Regions from separate parts of the Rattus norvegicus genome. Here regions 1 and 3 are each linked to region 2. A link is a contact called in public Hi-C data. All regions are on one chromosome and are shown on one strand. The core of a region is the stretch at or near the end of the contact, and the rest is flanking DNA. Distances in the headings are between cores, read along the strand shown.

The links. A called contact is a pair of places that touch in the nucleus more often than the background predicts.
Region 1: a Hi-C map of kidney shows a contact between it and region 2, with 5 times the contacts expected there. The contact joins the promoter of Szrd1 here to the promoter of Fam131c in region 2. A contact is called at or near these places in 4 of 12 Hi-C or Micro-C datasets (Schwann cells, frontal cortex, kidney and 1 more).
Region 3: a contact with region 2 is called in a Hi-C map of liver, with 3 times the contacts expected there. The contact joins the promoter of LOC120103024 here to the promoter of Fam131c in region 2. A contact is called at or near these places in 10 of 12 Hi-C or Micro-C datasets (the A7r5 cell line, the Rat2 cell line, Schwann cells and 6 more) and 1 of 1 datasets of contacts at active chromatin or transcription factors (oligodendrocytes).

Annotation. Positions count from the first base shown.
Region 1 is chr5:158,724,761-158,727,703 of GRCr8, forward strand. It overlaps Szrd1 (SUZ RNA binding domain containing 1), which reads right to left and starts at 1,488. Exons shown (of 4, transcript NM_001114599.2): 1 at 1,421-1,488. The coding sequence starts at 1,471.
Region 2 is chr5:158,955,764-158,958,814 of GRCr8, forward strand. Fam131c (family with sequence similarity 131, member C) reads left to right here and starts at 1,681. Exons shown (of 7, transcript XM_008764303.3): 1 at 1,681-1,893. The coding sequence starts at 1,872.
Region 3 is chr5:158,796,699-158,799,741 of GRCr8, forward strand. LOC120103024 (ciliogenesis and planar polarity effector 2-like) reads left to right here and starts at 1,548. Exons shown (of 6, transcript XM_039111335.2): 1 at 1,548-1,902. Cplane2 (ciliogenesis and planar polarity effector complex subunit 2) reads left to right here and starts at 1,805. Exons shown (of 3, transcript NM_001109272.1): 1 at 1,805-1,902; 2 at 2,162-2,311; 3 at 2,485-2,753. The coding sequence starts at 2,200. The coding sequence ends at 2,687.

The sequences.
Region 1 (2,943 bases), core at 238-2,737, 230 kb before region 2:
TTTTCTGGCATAAGTCACTATTGCACACATTTCCTAACAGGCAGCACACACTCGAAAACATTGGTGGGATGAATAAATACCTAAATGACACTTGTCACTCCCTAAAAATCTTATTTGCTGCTGAGTGTGATGGCGCATGCCTTTAATTTCAGCACGCCAGAGGCTAAGACAGTCAGATCTTTGGATTTTGAGACCAGCCTGGTTTCCTGATTTCCAGGACAGCCACGGCTACATAGAGACCTTGTCTCAAAAATACCAAAAGCCAAAAGAAACTCTTTCTTGATTCAAGGGGAATGTATTCCTTCAAATGCTCGTTAATGCTAAGTGGGAGAACATCACCAATCTTTCGAGAAATGCTGAACTAGCGGAAAAAACTTCGAGACCAAGTTTCAACATTCCTGTGAAGATACAGCACTGCTATGCTGGTCAGAAGCGTTAGGGGCAGACAGACCCAGCTCCTCCTCTATCCTTGTATATGTGACTCCCCACGCATAAGCTTTTGAGGTGAATGTCACCGGAGCCCAGCCCAGCCCAGGCGCGGACACATGGTCACCAAAGAGACATTTCCGTCTCCACGAGGGTTAGCGTCGAACTTCAAACTCTGAAATTACCACGATAAACACGAACCTAAGAGACAAGGTTCCTACTTAGGAAAATATTTTTCATTTCCTATAACTTTTGGAGGCAAGCAAAAACTCCCAAATCATACCGATCGGTAATCTCCCCTTCTCCTAGCAGGCATGAGGCTATCTTACAAATCACACCCTTCTTCCCTTCCCTCCCCTCCACCCAGACGAACGTAGTCCGAGATCCGCCCCACTGCGCAGATCTCTGGGTGGGTCCCGGGGAAGAGCGGATGCTTGCAGAGTTTAGGGGAGCTCCGCTGAGATCCCCGGGAGACTCGGAGTAAAACTGAAAGAGGAAAAGGGAAAGGAAGAGAAAACCCAGGCTCGCTCACTGGGGCGGAAGGCGCACAGTGGCGGGGGATTTCGGCCCAGCGCCCAGTGGTCCCAGAGGACACATGGTTGCTTGCTCCCCGCTGTCTCGGGGCCTCCTCCCGCTCTTCCTCCGAGCCAGGCACGCCGCCCGAACCCCTCCCTCACCAGACAGAGCACAAGAACTTTAAAATGGTCCCTGGGGCGCGGGGACTAGAGAGAGTTGCCCCGGGGTAGAAGGTGGGGCGCCTTGAGCGACGCGCACACCGCTGGGCGGAGAGGCACCCGGCAAAGGTGGAGGGAGAAATGGAACGCGGCCCCTTTAAGAGGCCTTCGCGGCGCTCCGGGACCGGGGGCCTCTCTTCCACCTCCCGCCCGGTGTGGGAGACCCTTCCTTGGGGAAAACTATCCCCAGACCCGCTCCCGGGAGGCTTCCCTCACGCCAGGTCCGCCGGCCCTGCCGCGGGGCGGCAGCTCCTCCTTACCCCGCTGTCTGCCGCCTCCTCCCAGCTCTCAGCGACCTCCTCATCTTCCATCTTACTCGCCGCTTTCCCTCCTCCCCCAACCCCTCCCCGCGCCTGCGCCTTGAAGCGCGCTGGGTCGCGGGCGGAGGCACGCAGGGCTTTCCTCAATGGACCACGCCCCCTCCCTCACTCAGCCCGGAAGAGGCTCCAGACTAGGCCCGCAACTAGTCTGGTCTGCCATCTTGGAAAAGGGCAAGGAAGTCAGATAGATCTCCATCTTTTTTGAGGTCAACACGCTCTCTGGTTTACTGAATGAGAGAGAGTTCAAATGACGTTACCTGCTCCAGTTCCGGAACTGTGTACTTTGGAACCATCCTTTCTTAGGGCAGGCAATGGTTGAAAAAAACTTTTTTTTTTCAAAATTTGAATCTCAAAAGAAAAAAAGTGAGTCTAAGTTTATCTAAGTTACAGGTTATGCGTTTGTTCTATAATATTCTCAAAACATTTCTATAATTCAACAAAGGATTAAAAATTGGGCTGGAGAGATGGCTCAGCAGTTAAGACTGCTCTTCCTAGAGGTCCTGACTTCAATTCCCAGCAGCCACATGGTGGCTCACAACCATCTGTAATGAGATCTGATGCATTTTCTGATGTGTCTGAGGACAGCTGCAGTGTACTCATATACGTAAAGTAAATATTTTTTTAAAAGCATATTGTTTAAAAATATCTCTCATACATAAAACATTGTATTGTTTCGATTTGATAGAGTAAAATTATCACTTTTTTTTTCTCATAAAGCAATATTCTAGGAGCTAGAGAGATGGCTCAGCCATTAAGAGCACTGGCTGCTCTTGCAGAGGACCCAGGGTCAGCTCACAACCCTCTGCTAACTTCAGCTCTGGGGGACAGAATGTCCTCATCTGGCCTCTGTAGGTACCAAGTATGCATATGGTTCACAGGCACACAGATACACAAAACATGGCCAAGGACTTTAATCCTAGCACTGGGAAGGCAGAGGTAAGTGAATTTCCATGAGTTTAGGCAAGGCCAGCCTTGTCTACATAGTGAGCTCGAAACTAGCCTAGGCTACGTAGTGAGACCCTGCCTCAAAGTAAATAAATAAAACTCTCCAAAAATTGAGAACAAACAGCGTTTCAATGACCCGACACTGCTTTGTGTCCCCTGTGACTGCGTTAAAATTTTTAGTTAGGCTTCCTAATTCTAAGGGTTGGGGTTGGGGATTTAGCTCAGTGGTAGAGCGCTTGCCTAGCAAGCGCAAGGCCCTGGGTTCGGTCCCCAGATCCGAAAAAAAGAAAAAAGAAAAAAAAATTCTAAGGGTTTTGACTGGGGGTACAGGGCTGGAGGTACCTCGCCTGTCTGTCTCACCTCTCCAATCCTTTCCCCAAACACAGAAGGCAAGAAGCAAGTGTCATGTGTTTTAATGTCAGGGACATGTTCCTTACAGTTAGCTCTATTAAAACATGCTGCAGAGTAGGGGCATAGTTTTAGGGTGCCATTAATCTTAATAAAGGAATGATTTCCTG
Region 2 (3,051 bases), core at 431-2,930:
TCTTCAGTTCCCTCTGTGAATATAGGGGTTGTAGTCACTTGTGTTGCTGTTGTCATAACAACAAGCCTTTGGGGTTCTCGAGGGATCGGCCACCAGGGCTTCTAGCCCTTTATTAGAACAATACGGTATTTCCTCATAATCCAGGCACAACCTTACACATACTTTCCTTTCTTTTCCCTTTTTTTTTTTTTTTTGGTTCTTTTTTTTTGGAGCTGGGGACCGAACCCAGGGCCTTGCGCTTCCTAGGCAAGCGCTCTACCACTGAGCTAAATCCCCAACCCCCCTTTTCTTTTTTTTTTTCTTTTTTTTCTTGAGGCTGGGTCCCAGGTAGCCCAGGCTGACCTCGAACTCACTAGGTAATCAAAAATGACCTTGAACTTCTGATCCCCCTGATTCTACCTCTCAAGTACTGGCATTGTAGAAGTGAGCTCACTCCTGCTCCTGCCCGCAGTAAGTCACTGATCTTGGGATTACCCATGTCGCCTGCTGTCTTGTGAATGCTGTTGTGCTATGTTGTGTAGGGAGCAGTGATGTCCACACGAGTTCCTTTCAGATTCAATTGTGTGTAAGTAACACTGTCTGTATGAACTAAATCTCCATTCACACCTAGGTCTGACAACACCAGGGCCGGCATAGAACCGTCTCTACTCTGACTTTACTCAGTAGCTCAGCTCCCCAGCTCTGGGCAGTCCCCACCAGGCTTGGCTTCTGCTCTGCACAGGATCTTCAGACCCTAGCTGTAAGCCATAGTCATCCCCCAGGGCTGTCTCTAGTGATGCATGTCTGGTAAACAGACCCAATGACTCCTCTACCTGGAGACAGGAATGTCAAGGGTGGAGTGAGGTGACATTTACCTCAGACACAAGGTACTCCGGGCCTGACAAGGTTTGCCACAGCACATCTGGTCACTCTCTCCAAGATCCTGAATGAGTGCTTGGAAATGCACACTGTGCATATGTGTAAGGGTAGGATCACACGTGCACACACACACACACACACACACTCACACACACAGCCACGCAAGTGCCAGCCATTCCATGACAGAAGTTCTAGGTGGAGCTTGCCTAGATTTCTTTGCACTAGAAGATCCCTAGGAGGTAGCCTACCTTCTTGCATGAGACCTCTTATCCAGCCAGGAGGCCACTAGTGCAGTCCTCTCTCAGAACTCCCGCCCTGGGTCACATCATCCCATGATCAGGTGGCTATTAAAAACCCTGACCACCAGGGGTGTCACCAGGAAGTCTGACCACCAAGTTTGATCCCCTGAACTCACATAGTGGAAGGAAAAAATAGACTCCCCCAAGTAGTGTACTTTGATTTTTGATTTCCCTATTCTCTCTCTCTCTCTCTCTCTCTCTCTCTCTCTCTCTCTCTCTCTCTCTCTTTCACTCACACACACACACACACACACACACACACAAATAAAATAAAATAAAACTCGGTCTTCCTCATTATGCACAGTAGGCTGCAGTTCATCCTTGCTGAATTCCCCCTTCCCAGCCCTCTCCCCTGACCTTGAGCTTCAGAAAGCAGGCGCTACTCAGATCTGAAGCTAGAAGTCTTCCTTATAGGGCCGAGTCCCCGTTAGTTTGGTTTGCGGTACTTTGGTTAGCGACAACAGGTGCACGGGCACGGAGGGGGCGGGGCGCACCCCAGCCCCGCCCCCTCCGCGCTCCGCGGTTCCCCGCCCGCCGCGGTGTCGCCCGGCCTTGGCAGCTGCGGGCGCGGCGCGAGGCGATCCGGACGCGGCGGCGGGGACGACGACCCAGGAGCGAGCGGAGGTCGAGCCGCGCAGCCCCGGCCCGCGGAGACATGAGCCCGCGACCGCCCACCGCACCCCAGGCGCAGTGGCTCGGCCCCGCCACCCCGTGATGGGATCCTGCGTGTCGCGAGGTGAGGACAGGGCGGCCAGGGAAGCGGCGAGAGGCGGGAGCACCAGCTCTCAGCTCGGGAAAGCCAGGGTGGGTGTCCGCCCTTCATGGACCAGCTGCGCCCCAGAGGACACGGTGCCCCACGGGGACAGAGCTCCGGAGGGGGCGAGCAGCACGCAGAGCGGGCGGAGGTCTCCACATCCCACGCCCCACGCGGCACCCGGCAGGTGGCATGAACCAAGGTCCCGGTGCCAATGCTTTCTTCCCCGCAGCTACACGCCTCCTGCAGTGTGCCTGAGAGGGGAGGGAGGCTTCCGGTTCTTTCTGGTCCTCTTATGGGCCACTGAGCTCCAGCAAGACAGACAGACTCCCTCTCCTCAAGATGCAGGCCTTTCTAGCCCAGGATCCTTTCCCCTCTCGGGGTGCCTGTATCGTTAGCCCCAGAAGGGCCCTGGCAGGAAGGGGTCAGTAGGGATGAACAGGTTATCAAGCTCGCCCTTCCCCACTCTTCCCCACCCTCATCCCTAACTCCGTCCCCACCCCCACCCCTGCTCAGGGGACAGGAGAGGACAGAGGACAGCCGATGTTCCCAGTAACCCCTGGGCCTTTGTCTCTCACCTGGCACCTTGGTTATTCCAAGGTGATTCCAGGAAACTGGAGTGACTATCCCACATCTGTGGGGCTTGGGGGGAGCACTGTCTGTAAATGGGGGGGCATAGGATCTCTCATAAATGCTGAGGGGAAGGCTTTTGTAGTAATATTTTAGGAGAGGTTGGGGAGACAAGCCTGCAATCCCAGCACTCAGAAGGCAGAAGATCGAGAGTTCAAGGCCAGCATCCACAGCATAGAGAATCTGGGGCCAAACTGGGCTATATGAGCGCATATGTCAAAAACAAAACAAATCCCCCCAAAAGAGGTTGGGCCATTGTCCCACCTGGGACTCTTACCCGCTGTGGGAACAGGGGGCGGGGTTGGGAGTGGGAGTGTACAGAGGTCAAGTCTACTCACCCCAGCCCCAAGGTCTTGGAAGACAGCTACTGCACAGGTCACTCCGCTAATTCACCTAGGTAGAGAAGGATAACATAGCCTTAGAGTGGGCTGGGCAGACCCCGTGGGGACCTTGGTCTGGGGACTGTTGAAAAGCAACCCTCTCCATTCTCTGGACTCTGAGGGGGTTCTG
Region 3 (3,043 bases), core at 298-2,797, 160 kb before region 2:
TGCTGGAGGGTTGTCATGATAGCAGGTCGGTACGTTTGACTGAAACAAGAAAGAGGGTGGGCGAGCAGCAAAAGCCACCATGGAGGTCTACACTTGGAATTCCAGCACCCAAGAGGATCAGGAGTTTACCAGGCTGATCTGGAGTACATAGTGAGAGCTTGTCTCCAGAAAAGGGAAGGACCCCACATCGACGTTGGCTGTTCAGCCTCAGCTGCACGGAAATACTTCTCTGTCGTATGAGCCCCCAGTTTATGGTGCTATCAGCATTCTAATACATGTGTTAAATGTGCGGACTCTTGTCCCCCACTAGCCAGACCTGGGCAAGGCTGAATGTGAAGCCTAGAAGCCCAAAGACAATTCAGATCTAAGCGTTCCCGGCCTGTGGGGAGAGCTGTGAATATCTATGGACAATCCTGACTGGGCAGATAGTTCCCTAGCACTACAGAAGGGACCTCAACCCAGGAGCATGCGCAATGGGTTCTCTCTGGCCACAGAGTCCTGTAGGAATGACTTCCTCTTGTACTTCTGCCTTGCTACCCTGTAAGCCAGTGAGTGAAGCACCCTCTCTTGCACGGCTCCTCCCTTCCCCACCTCTGTCTGCCTCTTGTGGGTTTGTGCCCTCCCTGCCCCCCACCCCGGGTGCTATTGGCTTCACTGGCATCTCCTAGGTGCCGAGGGTGAGGTGTTGAAAACCCAGAACCCAATCTGGCTGGGTAGATAACGTGTCAGGTAACCCAGGCTTCTGAGTCTGTTTTTCCACCGACTAGCTGGATTCCGGCTTCTTCGTCTGTAGTAGCAAAGACATAAAACTGCGTATTATAGAGATAAATGTTCAGACTCCAGGGCAAGCGGCCCTCACAGAGCCTACTTAACTCATGCCTTACAAAACAGTGGCTGGCTCTCCTGGAAGATACTGTTCAAGATGCTGGTGAAGATAACAGACACCTCCCAGAGTGCCTCAGACACTCGCTCATCTTGTCCAGCTCACATGCATTTACTGCCATCTTCGGGGTTGCACAGGTCCGGGCTGGAGCATCCAGTCCCAGGGTAGGACTTCCAGCTCACCCTTGCCTCCCCAGCACCAACCAGACGCTGGGTACACCGTGGGGCTTGGTCCTTGTTGAATGACAGGAATGAACAAATCTATTAGTAGACAAATGGCTCTTTATTCAGACCTCATACAGAGTCCCTTGATACCTCAATCCAGAGGTCTCTGACTCTGGACCTGCTGAGCAGGATCGATGAGGCTGTAGTGTTGATGACAGGCGCATAATAACTAAACCCGCTGAGCTGTGCTGCCCAGTACTGTGGTAAAGAACCCTGTGAGGGTGGATAAATAAATAAAAGACCAGATACAGTGGCACACGCCTTTAATCCCAGCACTACGAGAGGCAGAGGCAGGGGAATCTTTGTGAATTCAGGGATAGCCTGATCTACAGAGTGAGTTTCAGGACCATCAAGGCTATTACATAGAGAAACTCTGTCTCGAAAGGAGGAGGAGGGGAGGGGGAGGGGGAAGGAAAGGGGGCGGGGCAAGGGGAAAGGACAGAAAGGGAAAGGAAAAAAGAAAGGAAATAATGTCCACTTTGTAGAAAAGGAAACAGAGGCGCAGAAAACTGAGGAAGCCTCTTTCCTTGAGGAGATGATCATGTTTGACAGGAAAATATGAGCTCACAGTGGTAAAGCCGAGTAAGATCCTGGGAGGAGCTGCAGACCTTGCAAAACCCCCAAAAAACCGGCCTAAATTCAGGAGCCCCTCCTCCGCCTGCGTCGCCATGGCAACATTCCTGCACATGCGCTTCGTGGACAGCGTCTAGGCCTGGCGGAAGCAGGCTCTGCAGGCAGGGCAGAAGAAGGGCGGGCTTTTAAAAGATCGTCACCCTGCTAGCGGGGACTGTGAAGGTTGGTGGTCCCGGGAATCGGAATTGAGGGAGTAGAGGCGAAGCGGGCCTCAGAAGGAGATAAGGCAGAGGGAGCTTGTGGAAATACCTTCCCAGGACAAGGATGGGCTAGTTCCCCAGAGAGCAATGAGGAAGAACAGAGCTATGGAAATTCACCTTCCGGAGGGGGATCCAGGTTCCAAAAGAAAACCAGAGAGAGATTAAGGTCACGGGGGTCGCCTTGGGATAATGGTTGCCCCTCTCTCCACTCCTACTCCCAGTATTCGGACACACCCTTACCTTGCTAACTTGCTCAACCATGGCCAGACTTCCCATGCACGGTTCGGTGATTGTCCCAGACTGGCATGAGACGGTCGAGGGCAAGGAGTACTTAGCCTGCATCCTGCGCAAGAATCGCCGGCGTGAGTTTGGTAAGCACCGACCCCCACCTCATCGCGTGCCACCGGTGTGCTCTTGACACTTCCTGGGGCGGCAGAAACAGATCTGTGGGACCTGCCCCACAGCACTTCTCACCATTGAAGTTTCCTAGGTGCCGCACCTATAACCTTTAGTCTCAGGCCACCTTTCCCAAATTTCCTTACAGCTAATTCTGCCAACAGAGCCAGGAACATGGAAACAGCCCATCCCTGCCAACAGCAACTGTCACCAGAGATGCTGTTGACTGAGTCCTCACTTAGGGTCATGCCCTCTGCTGGGCACTTTGCACAGCAACCTTGCAACAGGGTTTCGCTATGTATCCAGTACTCGTTATTGTGTATCCAGTACTTGTTATGTAGACCAGGCTAGTCTCAAACTCAAAAGATCCACCTGGCCTTTATCTTCTAAATGCTGGGATTAAAGGCATACTCCATTATTCAACTTTTTTCTCTCTACTTTCCCTCGTTCTTTCTTTTTTATTTTTGGTTTTTCTTTTTTTTTTTTTTTTTTAAGATTTATTTATTTTGTGCATATCAATGTTTCGTCTGCATATATATCTGTAAACCAGAAGAGGGCATCAGATCCCATAGAAGGTTGTGAGCCACCATCTGGGTTCTGGGAATTGAACTCAGGACCTCTAGAAGACCAGTCAGTGCTCTTAACCACTGAGCCATCTCTCCAGCCCATTTTGGTTTTGGTTTTTCAAGACAGATTTTCCCTGTTTC